2 separate regions of the Mus musculus genome follow, and region 2 is linked to region 1. A link is a contact called in public HiChIP or PLAC-seq data. All regions are on one chromosome and are shown on one strand. The core of a region is the stretch at or near the end of the contact, and the rest is flanking DNA. Distances in the headings are between cores, read along the strand shown.

The links. HiChIP or PLAC-seq counts read pairs in DNA pulled down with a chosen protein or histone mark.
Region 2: an H3K27ac HiChIP or PLAC-seq map of epiblast stem cells shows a contact between it and region 1. The contact joins the enhancer-like site here to the promoter of Ppp2r2a in region 1. A contact is called at or near these places in 4 of 39 promoter capture datasets (3T3-L1-derived adipocytes, hippocampal neurons, neural stem cells and 1 more), 14 of 484 Hi-C or Micro-C datasets (brain, cardiomyocytes, cerebral cortex and 8 more), 14 of 115 datasets of contacts at active chromatin or transcription factors (the SCID.adh cell line, craniofacial prominence, embryonic basal ganglia and 11 more) and 2 of 9 other capture datasets (adipose tissue and pancreatic islet).

Annotation. Positions count from the first base shown.
Region 1 is chr14:67,069,940-67,077,344 of GRCm38.p6, reverse strand. It overlaps Ppp2r2a (protein phosphatase 2, regulatory subunit B, alpha), which reads left to right and starts at 4,874. Exons shown (of 10, transcript NM_028032.3): 1 at 4,874-5,255; 2 at 7,036-7,110. The coding sequence starts at 5,249.
Region 2 is chr14:67,146,853-67,154,257 of GRCm38.p6, reverse strand. No RefSeq gene overlaps it. Among named protein-coding and RNA genes, the nearest start is that of Gm30438, 8.6 kb to the left of the region's middle. Within about 2 kb of position 4,102, at least 26 of the 459 cell types and tissues checked have an H3K27ac peak or open chromatin away from gene starts, as enhancers often do. A contact at or near this core is called in cortical glia, epiblast stem cells and neural stem cells, where this site is marked.

The sequences.
Region 1 (7,405 bases), core at 3,625-6,124:
GCTTTAATGTTTGAGATGGAGGTCGTCACGTGTCGCTTAGGCTGGTCTGGAACTGAAGATTGTCCTGGTAGCTGTGATTACAGTTGTATCATGCCTGTTTCAATTCTCGTGCCGTGGGATATCTGCTTTTGTCCTTACACTTAAGGTCCTACTTGTATACTCTTTATGTAACCACCTGGAGAACAGAGGGTGTGAAAGGATACCACTTCTCCATTTTTCTTTTTTAATGGAGAAGGGTTTGTATTCCTCCCAACTACAAATCTGGTTCATTAGGTAAAGAATTAATTCTTGAGTAATTCTTCTCTGGTCATGTGTGCTGGATAGTTTTGTGTGAATTTGTGAACTCGACACAAGCTGGAGTCATCGGAGAGGAGGAAGTCTCAATTGGAAAAATGTCTCCATGAGAAGGAGGCAGGCCTGCAAGACATTTTCTAAATTAATAGTACACGGAGGAGGGCCCAGCCCACTGTGGGTGGTGCCATCCCTGAATTGGTGGTCCTGGGTTGTAGAAGAAAGCAGGCTGAGCAAGCCTAAGAGATCAAGGCAGTAAGCAGCACTCCCCATGGCCTCTGCATCAGCTCCTGCCTCCAGGTTCCTGCTCTGCATGAGTGCCTGTCCTGACTTTCTTTGGTGGTGAACTGTAATGTGGACTAACCCCTCTTCTCCCCAATTTGCTTTTTGGTTATGGTGTTTCATCACAGCAAGTAGAAACCCTAAGTGAGACGAATTAGTACCAGCATAATGGGGTATTGCTGTGACAGCCTTGACCATGTTTTGGGGAAGATTGTGAAAGGACTTTAGAACTTTGGGCTAGAAAATCCATTGAGCCGGGGGGTGGTGGCACACGCCTTTAATCCCAGCACTTGGGAGGCAGAGGTAGGCAGATTTCTGAGTTCAAGGCCAGCCTGGTCTACAAAGTGAGTTCCAGGACAGCCAGGGCTATACAGAGAAACCCTGTCTTGAAAAACCAACAAAAAAAGAAAAAAAGAAAAGAAAATCTATTGAATGTTGCGAACACAGGAAGCTGCTCTGTAGGAGCTTGGAAAAAAAGAATGTTAAGAGCAGTGCAGATGATGGAGGCCTGGCTTGTGATGTTTCAGAAGGAAGCCAAGACTCTGCTGAGCCTTTTGTGCAAAGAATCTGTGGTTCTGGTTAGCTGAGGTTGAAGAATCAGCTGTGATTAGCAAGACAGCAGAACTACTAAAGTGAAACCTTTGTTTTGTGTGGATACTCAGTACTTGTCAGCTGTAGCTGAGAAATTAGCAGGGATGAAGAAAGGAGCAACATTGATGAGGTGCAACCTTCTGGAAAGTGTTTCCTGAGAATCAGCACACAAGGCCAAGGTTGTACCTTGTGTTGGTAGCAGAACTTGGTAGTCTAAGAGTCACCTACGTAGTACTGGTTATAAAGGCTTGAGAGGTCATGGAGAGCAGCTGAGGCTTGGCACTGTGTGGCAGGACTGGAGTCCCTGAAGAGAGCCTAGGAAAGGTTATTGGTGGATGCTCATCCCAGTGGCAGCAGAAGACCCCAGCATCTTGGAGATGCCAGTAGCATGCAATGATCACTAAGAACAGCAGCAGCAGTGGAGTAGAGCCAGCAGGAGCCTCAAAGATAAACTGTGTGTGCTGCAGAGGACAGAGCTGGAGAAGTGACCCAAGTCCCCAAGTGCCCAGAAGATCGTGAGTGAATTCCAGTTAGCAATAGGACCCCTAAGACACCATGTAATATATTTTAAAAGCCACCTTGTAGTAACCCAGGGTGAGATCTGTTCAGCTAGAATATGCTCCTGATTCTTTAATTCTTTGTTTCTCTTGACTCAGATTTAAAGCAGAAAAGGTCCGAGTCTTCTAAAGAGTCACCAGAAAAACCAAGAGGGAATTTCCCTCTTCATTTACCCAAGATGAGCTCAATTCTGCAAGGCTTGGTCACCGTGCGTGGTCATGTGATCAAGAGTTACATTTAGGACTCTTCTCACGTGATAAAAAGCTTGTAGCTAAATGTGGTGACTTGCCTGAACTCCTAGAATTTTGGAGGCATCTGTAGGCAGATCACTGTGAGTTCAAGGACAGCCTTATTTACACAGCTCTAGGTCAGGGCTACAGAGCAAGACCCTGTCTCAAAACAAAACAAAACTCAAAACCAATTCAAACAAAAGTTTCAAGATCATGTACAAGAAGAGAACATTATCCTATTGGGATACCCCATCTCCTGAGTAGTGTGTAAACAGGTTCGAAGACACCATGGGAAATAACTACAGCAAATGCACGCACAGGCAATTTACCTATTTACCAAATGGGGTTGGTTGTTTAATAAATGTAGGTGAGATCACCAAGATGACTTCTAAAATGCCTCTTTTCTTTCTTTCTTTCTTTTTTTTTCCCCTGGCATTAAGAAGAATGAGGGCTGGAGAGTTGGCTCAACAGTGAAGAGCCCTTGTTGCTCTTGCAGAAGACTGAGGTTCAATTCCCAGCATCCACATGGCAGCTCACAACCATCTGTCACTCAAGTTCCAGGGGTGTGACACACTCTTCTGATTTCTGAGGGCACAAGGCATGTACATGGTACACACACATGCATGCAGGCGAAAGACTCATACAAGTTAAAGAAATCTTAAAAGTTAAAAAAAGAGAGAGAAAATATTTACAGTTCAGCAAACCTTAAGGAGCCAACATTTAAGTGGTTTTTCTTCCCAATCCAGAAGACTTATTTATTCATCCATTAGTCCCATGAATTATGTGGCTAGTGATAGGGAGATGAATAACATACTTCCTAGCCTCAAAGAATTCTGTCTAATAACAGACACAGACTGAGATCATTTTAATGTGGTTTAAGAAAACAGAAAAGTGCATTATACTTTATGAGACTATTTGTATAAACTGACAACATGACTGCTTCATAGTTTGGTTAAGGGGAGGGTTTTGTTGTAGATATGAGAGAGTGGCCAGAGGCATCTGGAAGAGTCCAGAGCACAGACTGAACATGCCGGAGAGGGAAGAATAATAGCAGAGGATAAAATATAGAGGAAACAGCCAGAATAGCAGGGTCATAAGGAGGAGTAGCTTGGGAGAGAAACACCCGAGGGCTGGAGTTTACAGTAGAGGAGAGGTAAGAAGGGCAGGACACTAGCGTGGACTGAAATGTGCCACAGGATCTTGGGATACCAGCATGTGCTTTGATATACAGTTAGGCAACGTAGGTAGCTATATCTCCTTTTTGCCAGAAGTGAGGGAAATGACATTTTTGGTAGAGGGCCCCTGGCTTCACAAGTTCCTGAAGAATGCTGTTTTTTTTTTTTTTTTTTTTTTTTTTTAATCTAACTTCCAGAAATCCTCCTATAGTCCAGGCTGAGCTCATTTCTGGATATTTGAACTGCCTTTTGCAGTTTGGGAAGTTTCCTTTGGACCTGACACATTTTGTTGTTGTTCTCTTTCCTCCTCCTCTTCCTCCTGTCTTTCTTTCTTTCTTTCTTTCTTTCTTTCTTTTTTTAACTGTTTTAAGATGAGTACATTGTTGTTGTCTTCAGGCACACCAGAAGAGGGAATCAGATCCCATTACTGATGGTTGTGAGCCACCATGTGGCTGCTGGGAATTGAACTCAGGACCTTTGGGAAAGCAGTCAGTGCTCTTAACCACTAGGCCATCTACCCAGCCCTCCTTCTGTCTTTCAAGACAGAGTTTCTTTGTGTGGACTTGGCTGTCCTGGAACTAGCTCTGTAGACCAGGCTGACCTCCAGAAATCTGCTTGCCTCTGCCTCCTTCCCCTCCCTCTCTCTAGGAGGAGAGCTTGGCACTACTAAGAAAGGGCATTTGACCTAGTTAAAGGTGAATAGGAAAGGGGGGGGGGAATGTCAGAGAGTCTGACTGGAAGAGGCTACATTTAAATGGATTTATTTTAATTTTTTGCATGTGTTTGATGTATGTATGTTAGGCAGAGTCTTCTATAGATAGCCCAGGCTAGCCTCAAACTCAGCTGTCCTTGAACTCTAGAACCTCTTAAATGAATACAAGCGCTGTTGAGATTATAGGAATGTGTCACCACGGCCAGAAGAACATATCTTCCTCTTCCTCCTCCTCCTCTTTTTCCTCCTCCTCCTCCTCCTCCTTCTCCTCCTTCTTCTTCTTCTTCTTTTGGTTTTTCAAGACAGGGTTTCTCTGTGTAGCCCCGGCTACCCTGGAACTCACTCTGTAGACCAGGCTGGCCTTGAACTCAGAAATCCGCCTGCCTCTGCCTCTCAAGTGCTGGGATTAAAGGTGTATGCCACCACTGCCCAGCAGAACATACCTTCTTAATCATTGATTTTACCACTTTTATCTGAAAAGACCTTGGCTACTTTTTGCGGCATTCACAACATCCAATTTCTGTGGCGAGCTATTCTTAACTGCTCGCAGTAGCCAAGGGCTCTAGTCCATGGGAAGGTAACCTAATTCACCCAGATGGAACCAGTCCAGTTGTGTCCTTCTGGGCTCAGTGAACTCTCACCTTGGGCAGGCAGTGGCAAGTATGCATCACTCTCCCTTAATTTTGGTGCCTCCGGGGCTCACCCACAGGGTCACTGGAGCAACAAAAGGGGTATTCTCTCGAGAGGGCCAGCTCACCATGTGGTTGAGCATAAGTGAACATATGAGGCCATCCCAAAGTTCCGGCCTTGGCTCTACGGCTTGGGACAGTGAGAGGTGCAGACAGGCCAGGCCTTGGCCACTTGGGCACCGCGGCTTGGCACATCCAGCCCACAGCCACAGCAAACTAAGTGCAGCTCTAGCTCTGTACAGGGACCTTCTCAAGGATCCTAGCGGGCGGGGCGGGGCGAAAGCAAGACAAGAAGGAGGCGTGGCTAACACAGCACGACCCGCCCCAAAGACGCTCCGCCCCCTCAAGTGACGTCACCGGCCAGCCAGCGGGCGCCATTTTGAAAGTGGAGTCGCCTGTCCCTGCCGCCGCGGCCGCCGTCGCTGTCCTAGCCGCCGCTGCCGCCGCCACTACTACCGCCGCCGCCGCCGCTACTGCCGCCGCTGCCGTCTCCACCGCGAGAGAAGGAGCACGAGACGGGACGCCCCTGAGTGAACGCCACCATCCTGCCGACCGCTCCACCCGGGCCGCTTCCTTTCCGCCCCGGTCCCGGTCCCCTCCCCCCTCAGGTGCCATCCGCCTCCATCCGCGCCCTCGATCCCCCCATCCCCAGGTGTGGGGGCTGAGCCCCGGTCGCGGAGACCCCGACGAGCCCGGCAGGGTCACCATTTGCAGCGCGACATGGCAGGTAAAGAAGAAACGGCCCTTGGGCGGCTGACAGGGTGCCGTGCCGCTTCCTCTGCGCGCTCTCCGTCACCCCCTAGCGACCGTGGTGGCGGGGCCTCGGCCTGGGGCGCTGGCCGAGTGTGGGGCGGGCGGGCGGGCCTGGCACTGAGCTGGGACTGTGGGGCCTGGAGGCCGGGCCCGGGGCCTGGCACTACAGGAACACGGCACGGGTGCGTTGGGGGTGGGAGACGGCGTGGGTGGGGCGGGTGCAGGCGTGCAGATGGGTCCCCTCTGCACCCTGCTCCCTCCGCTCTTCCTTACATATTCATTCCTCTTCCCGGTCTACTGAGAACCTTTCTGTAGAAATGTATTCTGGACCGATAAGAAGGAAGACAGCTTTGCAAGTTAAAATACAATGGAGGCATACCCCCACCCCCCCAACTCACGGTCACCCCCCCCCCAACCCCCAGCACCACACAAACATTAATGGGGTAGGTCAGGTTTTGAGGGTGTAAGCCTGAATTTCGTTTTCGATTTTGCTCCCTTCCCGTGTCTTATTTTTTTGCCACTCACGAATGCTAAGCCTTTAATAGAAGTTGCAAGGATTGGGGTGGGGGCTGGGTGGGAGAGAAAGGTAATTTAAACTTTGCATTTTGCACGGTAGCGTTTGGGCAGATGTCCTTTTCCCAGAAGGGTTTCTTGGAGTTAAAATAGTTGTGGAGTTCGCCGATATAAATAGCCAAAGGGAGAGGGATTTTATAAAACCTTGCTGAGGGGGGACGGGGGGGGTGCGGGGGGAGAAAGCCTGATTGAGAATAATTTAGCAAGGAATGGGTAAAGGAAAAGCGAGGTTTAATGTCGTTTGAGAGTCGGTTATCTTTGTACAATTTAGTCTTGAAGCCCTTCCTCTCATAGAGTAATTCTGGATTGAGATTGAGTTTCTTTTCCAGAAATCCCGGGGTGCCCCCATCCCCCCATTTCCTCTTCAGTGCTGAGCAGTGAGTGTCGGAGATTAAACCAATTTTCCTTTCTTTTCAATATTTGCATAGATAATAGAACCTTTAAAGAAGTTATGCTGGACTGGTTTACAGTTTGCTATATAAACAGGCTGCCCTTTGACCTTGCTGAACAATGAAATGATAATTGGAACTGTATTGTAGGAGATGAGCAACGAATAAGGTTGCTTTTTTCTGGGTCCTTTGGATGCAGTAGGTGAATGTGGCAGGAGCAGCCTCCTTTGACCATCTCTTCCCAGGCGTGCATTTCCGCCCCTTTTCCTCTGTCTGCAACCAGTGATTTGCTCCTAACGAATGCAAAGAAATGGGTGTTGTGTTTGCTTAGTCCACATGAATCATCCTCTCAGGCAGTAATGTTCCCGAAGTTTTCTCTTCGTTCTATATTTCATGGTAGTTTAGCCTTATAACTCTTTTGTAGGCCTTTTGTACATTTAAAGGAAAACTAACTTTGGTGCTTTGGTTGGTTTTGTTTTTGTTTTTGTTTTTTCCTGGTAGGTTTTAACTTGAAAGGTTCTGACTGTCTTTAAGGAGAGGGAAAAGTGGAAGTGAGGTTTTAAATATCTGTATGATGATAATTACTGGTAGGCTGTATGTCTTTGGATATTTCGTACCTGCAGACTTGTTTTTAATACACTACCAACTATTGGAGGCCAATTTGGTTCCAAATCTGTGGGCTCAGTGGTAGTTACATAGGGAGTTATGATGCCAGCCTCGGGAACCATCTCTGTGTTTATAAGCGTAAACAGAACAGAGCTCAGTTTTAATTGCTATGTTTTCTTCTTCCAGGAGCTGGAGGAGGGAATGATATTCAGTGGTGTTTTTCTCAGGTGAAAGGAGCAGTAGATGATGACGTAGCAGAAGGTAAGACATTTTAACAGTGACGACTATCGACTTAAAAGTCCTGGGTGCTGAAGGAACTCAGTGTTTTGTGTTTGCTTTCTGAGAGGTGGGATGATAGCTTTAAAAAAAATCACCTTTCTGAAAAGTCTGTATATCTTCTTATGTCTTGCTTATCTTTTTTTTTTTCATTGAGTTAATGAAGTAGATGTCCAGCAGTCAGTGCTCTAAGGTTTGTGTGACTAAGGTGTCTTTGTTACATACATTCTACATATAAATGACTGGTCTTCATGTTTATGTGTTATTTTTCGATAAAACA
Region 2 (7,405 bases), core at 2,853-5,352, 78 kb before region 1:
CAACAATAACAATAAAGAATGTTAGGGTTATTGTTGAATAATAATAACAATAACAATAAAGAATGTTATTTTTAGGTCAAATCTTTACTGTGGGCACTCTTTTGTTCACTCTTTTTAAATGACTAAAACTATTGGGGTCACAGTCTGCAATTGGAGTGTTCTACTGAAGACTATTAGACCCTTCTCTTTGCTCAGGCTGGAAGCAGCTGTCCAGGGTAAACTTGGTGGTGTCCCCAAGCCTGGCAGAGACAGAAGCCAGATTGACATTGGTCCTACTGTTCCAAAATATTACAGGGATTCAAATGATATCACTGCCTCTCCTGGAGGCCCACTGGTGTCACAACAATGGTGACATCAGTCCTGCTGTTTCCAAGGAGACTGTGGGAGCTGTCAATCATGCAGCTCTTTTCTAGTGATTTCTGGAGCTGTCACCATGACAGCTAGACTACTCTAAACAACTCGTGGCTGCTTGGAAAGACTCTGACCCAGTTGCCAAGACCTGAAAGAGACCCCACTCCTGTCAGGGGAAACACTGCATCTGTCATGACTAGTATTTCAAGCCTGACTTTGCCTTGGGGAGGCATCAATGAGGTCATGACGGCTTCGGATGACCTTTGTATGACCTCATCCATAGCAGATACAGACAAGACTTCCTCCAGCTGGTCTGGATGATTCGTAGCAGTCTCCAATCTAGTCTGAGCGAGGACCTCCCCTGTTCTTCTGGTTTCATCCTTGTGACAAAACAAAAACCAAACCAAACAAAAACAAAAACAATCAAAAATCAAACAAAACAACACTCTGATCAAAAGCAATTTAGGAGAGGAAAGGATTTAGTTGACTTATGCTTCAAGGTCAAGTCCATCATTGAGGGTAATCAGAACAGGAACTCAAGGTGGGAACCTGAATGAAAGCAAGTCTGCTTGCTATTCCATGTAACATTACCTTTAAACAGAAAACTCACTCATTGCCAAAGAGATACAGCAGACATCATGATGGGTGTTGCTCTGTGGTCCTCAAGCTAGCTCATACTCAGCTAACTTTCTTATATGGTTCAGGATCACCTACCTAGGGAATGGTGCCACCCACAGTGGCACCCTTCTGGGCCCTCCTAAATTAAGTAGTGATCAAGACAATCCCTCACAGACACGCCCACAGGCCAATCTGCTCTGGTAGTTCCTCAACTGAAACTCCTTCCTCAGGTGATTCTAGGCTGTGTTAAGTTGACAGTTAAAGCTAACTAGGACTTCTACTCATGGTTGCTAGGATGCATGCATGACTTGCTATAGTAATGGGCTCGTCCTAGGAGCAGAACAGAGGACCTCCCTACTTCACATTGGCCCCATACCCCTGAGCTAAGGTTCTGAAAAGAGCTCTCCCAAATATTTTAATGCCCAATTGTAGCTTTTATCAGGGTAGGCTGAGCTGGTAACACAAAGGGTAGTTGATGTCCAGGGCTCCTGGCACATCCAGTAGGTGCAGCTAGGAGTTACCCAAGGGTTCCAGAAGGCATATAGGAGCAGAGATTGTAGAGAGCTGAGACTGAAAAGGACCATGCTGGTGCTGAGAAGGGAAGAGACGGTGGAGAGCTGAGGCTGCGGAGGTGACCTATTACAAATAGTCAAAACGGAGAAAAGGATGCTAGGCCTCCAGAAGAGTTCCAGAAAGCTGCCAAGAGTTACTAGCTCTGGGTACCAAAGAGCTGTAGCACCAGGGTCTTCACATCCCTGGCTCAAAGTATAAGCAGCAGCTGCTGGATGCTGGACTAAGACACTAAATACAGCAAAAGAACTCTCTAGCTAGTGACACTAGTCTGGGGCAGGGTTGCTTTGTCAGTCTTTCTACCTACTTTGGACACATGCTGGGTGGGCTTTAGAGAGCTAGACTCCCTTTCACTGGCTGCCTGCTTAGTTTTCAAGGGGGTATCAGATGGTTTTGTCAATTTGGTACAATCTAGAATCATTTGGGGAAAGACTGTTTAGATCAGGCTACGTGACATATTGTCTGCAGTGTATTGATTGATGTGGAAAGATTCCACCCACTACGAGTAGCACCGTTCCTTAAGTTTGTGTTTTGGGTATAAAAGAGTGGAGAAAGAAAGTTGAGCACCTAAGTACTCATACAGTCATTCTCTCTGCTCTTGACTGTAGCTGTGGCATGATTGGTGGTTTTAAATTCCAACTACCTTGACTTTGCCTGCTAAAATGGGTTGCAGCCTAGAATTGAAAGGTGAGAAAAAAAAAAAGCTGGTAGTAGTGGCACATGTCTTTAATCTCAGTCCTTGAACAGCAGAGGCAGGCAGATCTCTCTGAGTTCAAGGCTAGCCTGGTCTTAGCCCTCTCAGCTAACCCATGTCTAGACCCCAAAGTGCCTCCCACAAAAATAATCTCAAGTTAATGCTGTTTTCTCCCCTTATGCACTGTTGGTGGAAATGCAAATGAACAGAACCATGGTAGCCGATGGCACAAAGGTTCCTTAAAAATTTAAAACGAAGGCCAGCGAGATTGTGAGACTGCCTCAGAGAGCAAAGGCACTTGCAGACAAGAGTTCTGTACCAGAAAGCTGCATGGTGGAAGGAGAAAGTTGACCCTTGCAAGTTCTCCTCTCTCCCCATGCACCATGACATGCATGCAGGATCCTCTCCCTTCCCCCTCTCCCTTCCCCTTCTCCCCACAATAAATAACTGGGAAAAATTAAATAGAAAAGAATCTGTGTTTATTGCAACATTATTAACAGCAGTTAAGACAGAAGAAGCTTAGATGTTCATCAATGACTGAGTAAAGAGAATGCCGTACTATACAGGATAGAACTCGATTCTGCCTTGAAGACTTACTTAATTTTATCTTATGTGTATGAGTGCTCCCTTGCATGTGTGGCTGTGCACCGCGAGAGTGTCTGGTGCCCATGGAGAACAGAAGAGGGTGTCAGATACCTGAAACAGAAGTAACAAAAGGTAACAGTTGCAGGTACTGGGACCTGAACCCAGGACCTCTGGAAGAGCAGCCAGTACTTTTTTTTTTTTACTTTTTATTGATTCTTCATGAGTTTCACATCATGTACCTCAATCCCCTCATGTCCACCCTTTATCCTTGTAACCTTTCCCTCTACAACAACAAAAGCAAACCATAGAAAAGATCTCATTGTGGAAGCTGTAGTGTCGCCATGTGTCCCACAGTGTACCCCTTTGTAGACACATCTTCACTTGCAAATGTTCTTTGCAATGCGGTCATTGGTCTGGTTCGAGATCTCTGGCTTCTGTGACACCATCAACATTGGATCCTCATCGGGTCTCCTCCCGGTTATCCTGCTGTTGCCCTGTGTCATGGAGATCCTGCAGCTTTGAATCGGCAGTCCCAACCATTCACAGATAATATTGATTTGGGGGTGGGCTAATTCAGAGCCCTGGATCTGGGCCTGAGTGGTAGCTGAGCTGCTCAGTACACTGGCTCTTCCTTATCCTCACTCCCAGCACTGCTCCTGCTAGGCCACACGATGCAGCCATCACCAGGAAGTAGGGGCAGCTCTCCTGCTCTCATGCCCTGAGATCCTGCTCCTCTATGCTGCCTGCCCAGTCTAGGCAGATCCACTCTCCCAAGTGCTGTAGCCTGTGAAGGGCTGGGCTAACTCTCCCACTCTCGCAGCCGGCTCGCCCATGCCTTCACCATTAGGACCAGCTCCACTGTGTTGCTCAGGTGAGGGGCAGAGCCACTCTACTGGAAGTGCTACAGCCAATGAGGTGGCAAGACTAACTGTTCTATTCTCATGCCTTGCAGTCAGCTCTCCCAACTACCAGAGGTAGCAAAGGGCAAGAAAAGGAGAGTATCACTCCTGCACCCATGCACGACACCCCATGACAGACCAGTGGCAGAGACAGCTCACCCTAGGGGCCGGCTCACCTGCACCCACACACACACCAGGGCCAGCTCTACTGTGCTGCCCAGGCGAGGTGCAAGGCCCACTCTCCCAAGTGCTGCTGAAGAGGGGCAAGGACAGCTTACCAGCTCTCATGACTCCAGGGCCAGCTCTCCTGACTCCCACAGGTGGTGATGGGGTGGGAGGTCGGGTATCACCAGTGGTAGGCCCAGCTCTCCCTTGCTCACCAGCGCCCCCTGGACCGGGGTCAGCCCTGCAGGGCTGCCCAGGCAAGTGCAGGACTAGTGCTGCAGCTGGTGAGGGGAAGGGCCAGCTGCAGCCAGTACGGTTAGCCACTAAGCAATCTCTCCAGCCCCTCTATTCAGCTTTGATGTCAGGGAAATCTTGCCATTTTCACCCCTGGAGTTGGATTTAGAAGACAATGAGCTACAGGAAATAACCCAGACACAGAAAGGCAAATATTTCATGTTCTTACATACAGGTGGAGTCTAAAAATAAGTTGAGTGCATAGAAGAAGAGAATAGAATGCTAATTCCAGGGCTGACAGGAAGGACAGGCGAGTAGATCCTGGTCTGGAGGAATGAAATTTCAGGTATGGCTAATGTCCAGTGTGCAGGGGACCACAGCTAATCACACTCTCCCATGAACTTGGAATTGACTAAGTGTCCTCACCCCCCCACACACACACCCACAAAACAATAAATAAGTGTGGTATTTTGCATACTCATCAGCTAACTGTGATTATTTCAAAGTGTATGTACAAACCAAGACTCATGCTCTACACCTTCAAATACATGAAAGTTTTATTTGCCAATTACACCTCAATAAAGCTGGATGGAGAGGGAGACTGCTTCCTCTGCCTAAATTGACTTCCTCCCCTCTGTCCCAGTCTATGCCTTTCCTTGACTGTTCCTGCCCACAGAAGTCTCTCCTTCTCCCTCTCCTTTCATGCTTAAAAACAGAAGCACAATTTATAACACATAATTATATCCTTCCCTTGTTTACTTACAGCCTTGTGTACGTCGCCAACTAATTTGCGCTCATTAAGTGCAGAGACTGTCTACACAATGCTGCGTGCATATTAGGCTGACTCGATCCCTAATTCAGCACATAGTTTGGTGACTACTCTATCTAGGCATTGCTCCAGATATTGAGACATAGGAGCTAAGGCAGCAAAAATAAACAGGATCCCTGCTTGGATGGTGTGGGACGACAGTCAAAGTATCATATAAGTCAATGTACAATTAATAGTACCAGGGACCGTTGGAACCCGGTAAGATGGTTTTTTCAAAAATTAAGTGTAGGGGCTGAGGAGATAGTTTTGGTCATTAAAGTGCTTGTCTCCTATGCATGGATACCTGAGTTCTGATCCCCATAGCCTATAGAAAAAAGTGTGTGTGCCTGTAATCCGAGAAATGTTGAGACTGAAAGTAAAAGCAGGCAGATCTCTGGAAGCTCAAAGGAGTGAGGAAAGTATCTTGTCTGGCCTATGTGGCAAAATTTCAGGCCAATGAGAGACTCTTCATCGAACGCAAAAGGTCACCTCTGGCTTCCACAGGCCTCCATGTATGCACACACCTCTATCCGCATGTGCACCTCTATCCACAAAACATGCACAGAGAGAGAGAGAGAGAGAGAGAGAGAGAGAGAGAGAGAGAGAGAGAGAGAGAGAGAGAATGAGAGAGAAGAGCAGTATTATACAATCCAGCAATCCCACCAGGATTATACACATTAAGGGAACGGATCGGTACATCTTAGAGAGTTGTGCACTCCCATGTCCACAAAGGCCAAATGTGGACCAAATCCAATGTCCATTGATGAGGAATGAATAAGCAAAATGTGGCTTGTATCCTCTTCAGTGGGATAGTATGCAGCTTTACTGTTCTGGGGAGTTTTTTGTTGCTGTTTTGTTTTATTTTGTTTTTGAACAGGGTCTCACTTTGTAGCCCTAGCGGGCCAGAAACTTACTATGTAGAACAGCTGCCCACGAATTTCCTAAGATGCGCCTGCCTCTGCCTCCTAAGGATTGGGATTAAAGACGAGAGCCACCACACCTGACTATTTGTCCACGTTTCAAAGGAAGGAACTCTTGATCTCACCTGCAATTTGTTTTGACCTTGAGGACATTGTGCCAAATGACATAAGAACGTGTAAAAAGACGAGAGAAGTCCACGGGTAAAAGTGCTGGCTGCCAGGCCTGAGAACTCAAATCTGATCCCCACGACTTGAATGATGGAGGGACAGAAAACTGACTACCACCAATTGTCTCCCTTGGCCTCCACAGTGGCACACATGTAGATGGGTAGGCAGCTAGAGAGATAGATAGATAGGCAAACAGACAAACAGATAACTAGATAACTACTGTACAACTCCACTTCACTGAGGTTCTCAGAGAGGGCATTTATAGAGCTTGAGGTGGAATAGTGGTCTCTCGAGCATGAAGTAGGATCGGGGGAGTACAGTATGCCTTTGGAGGATAATGAGCTCCGGACACTTGGGTGGGGGTGGGGTAGGGTTACAGCTGCACAATAACGTGAATAACTCAATGACAGCAAACGTATGTTAAAGACACTGTGGCATACGTTTTTTCTAAGTGTGTGTGTGCCTGTTTATCTATGTGTGTAGGTACCATTCAGGACAGAAGAGGATGTTGGAGACCCTGGAACTGGAGTCACGGGTAGCTCTAAACTGCACGCTGGGAACCAAAGTCAGGTCCTCTGTAAGAGCAGCAAATGCTCTTAACTGCTGAGCCATCTCTCTCCACCGCATGATGATAAATTTTAGTCCAAGTGTATCTTAACACAATTAAAAATATTTTTTTTACAACCACCACCACCACCCACCAAAACCAGTATTTGAAAATAGTAGTAACAATTTTTTCATGCTGGGAAGATAAGTCAGTTGGTAAAGTGCTTGCTTTTCGAGACAAGGAAGGACCTGAGTTCAATCCCCAGAATCCACTTTAAAAAAAAAAAAAAAGCCAGGCAGTGGTGGCCCATGCCTTTAAGCCCAGCACTTGGGAGGCAGAGGCAGGCAGATTTCTGAGTTCAAGGACAGCCTGGTCTACAGAGTGAGTTCCAGGATAGCCAGGGCCATACAGGAAACCCTGTCTTGAAAAACTAAAAAGTAAAAAGATAAAAGCTGAGTACCATAGTGTATGCTGGTGACACCAGTGGATAGAAGACAGACCAGCAGATCCCCCGGCCAGCTACTCTAGCTCTCAACCAACTCCAGGTCAGTGAGAGACTCTAGTCTTCACATACATGTTCATACATGTGCACACAGAACCATGTTCATGAGCGCGTGCACACACACATAATTTTTCAGTGACAAACACAGCCATGCAATCCTACAAGGCAACAGTTGCCTATGATCCCAGCATCCCAGAGAGCAGAGGCAGGAGGGCCCAGAGGTTCAAAGTTATTGGTTACAGTTTGGTGCCAGCCTAGAACATATGCGACACTGTTGTTTTCTACAGCCCGGAACGATCTATGACAACTGTACTTTCAGTTTCACATGAGTGTGCTTCAGAGTT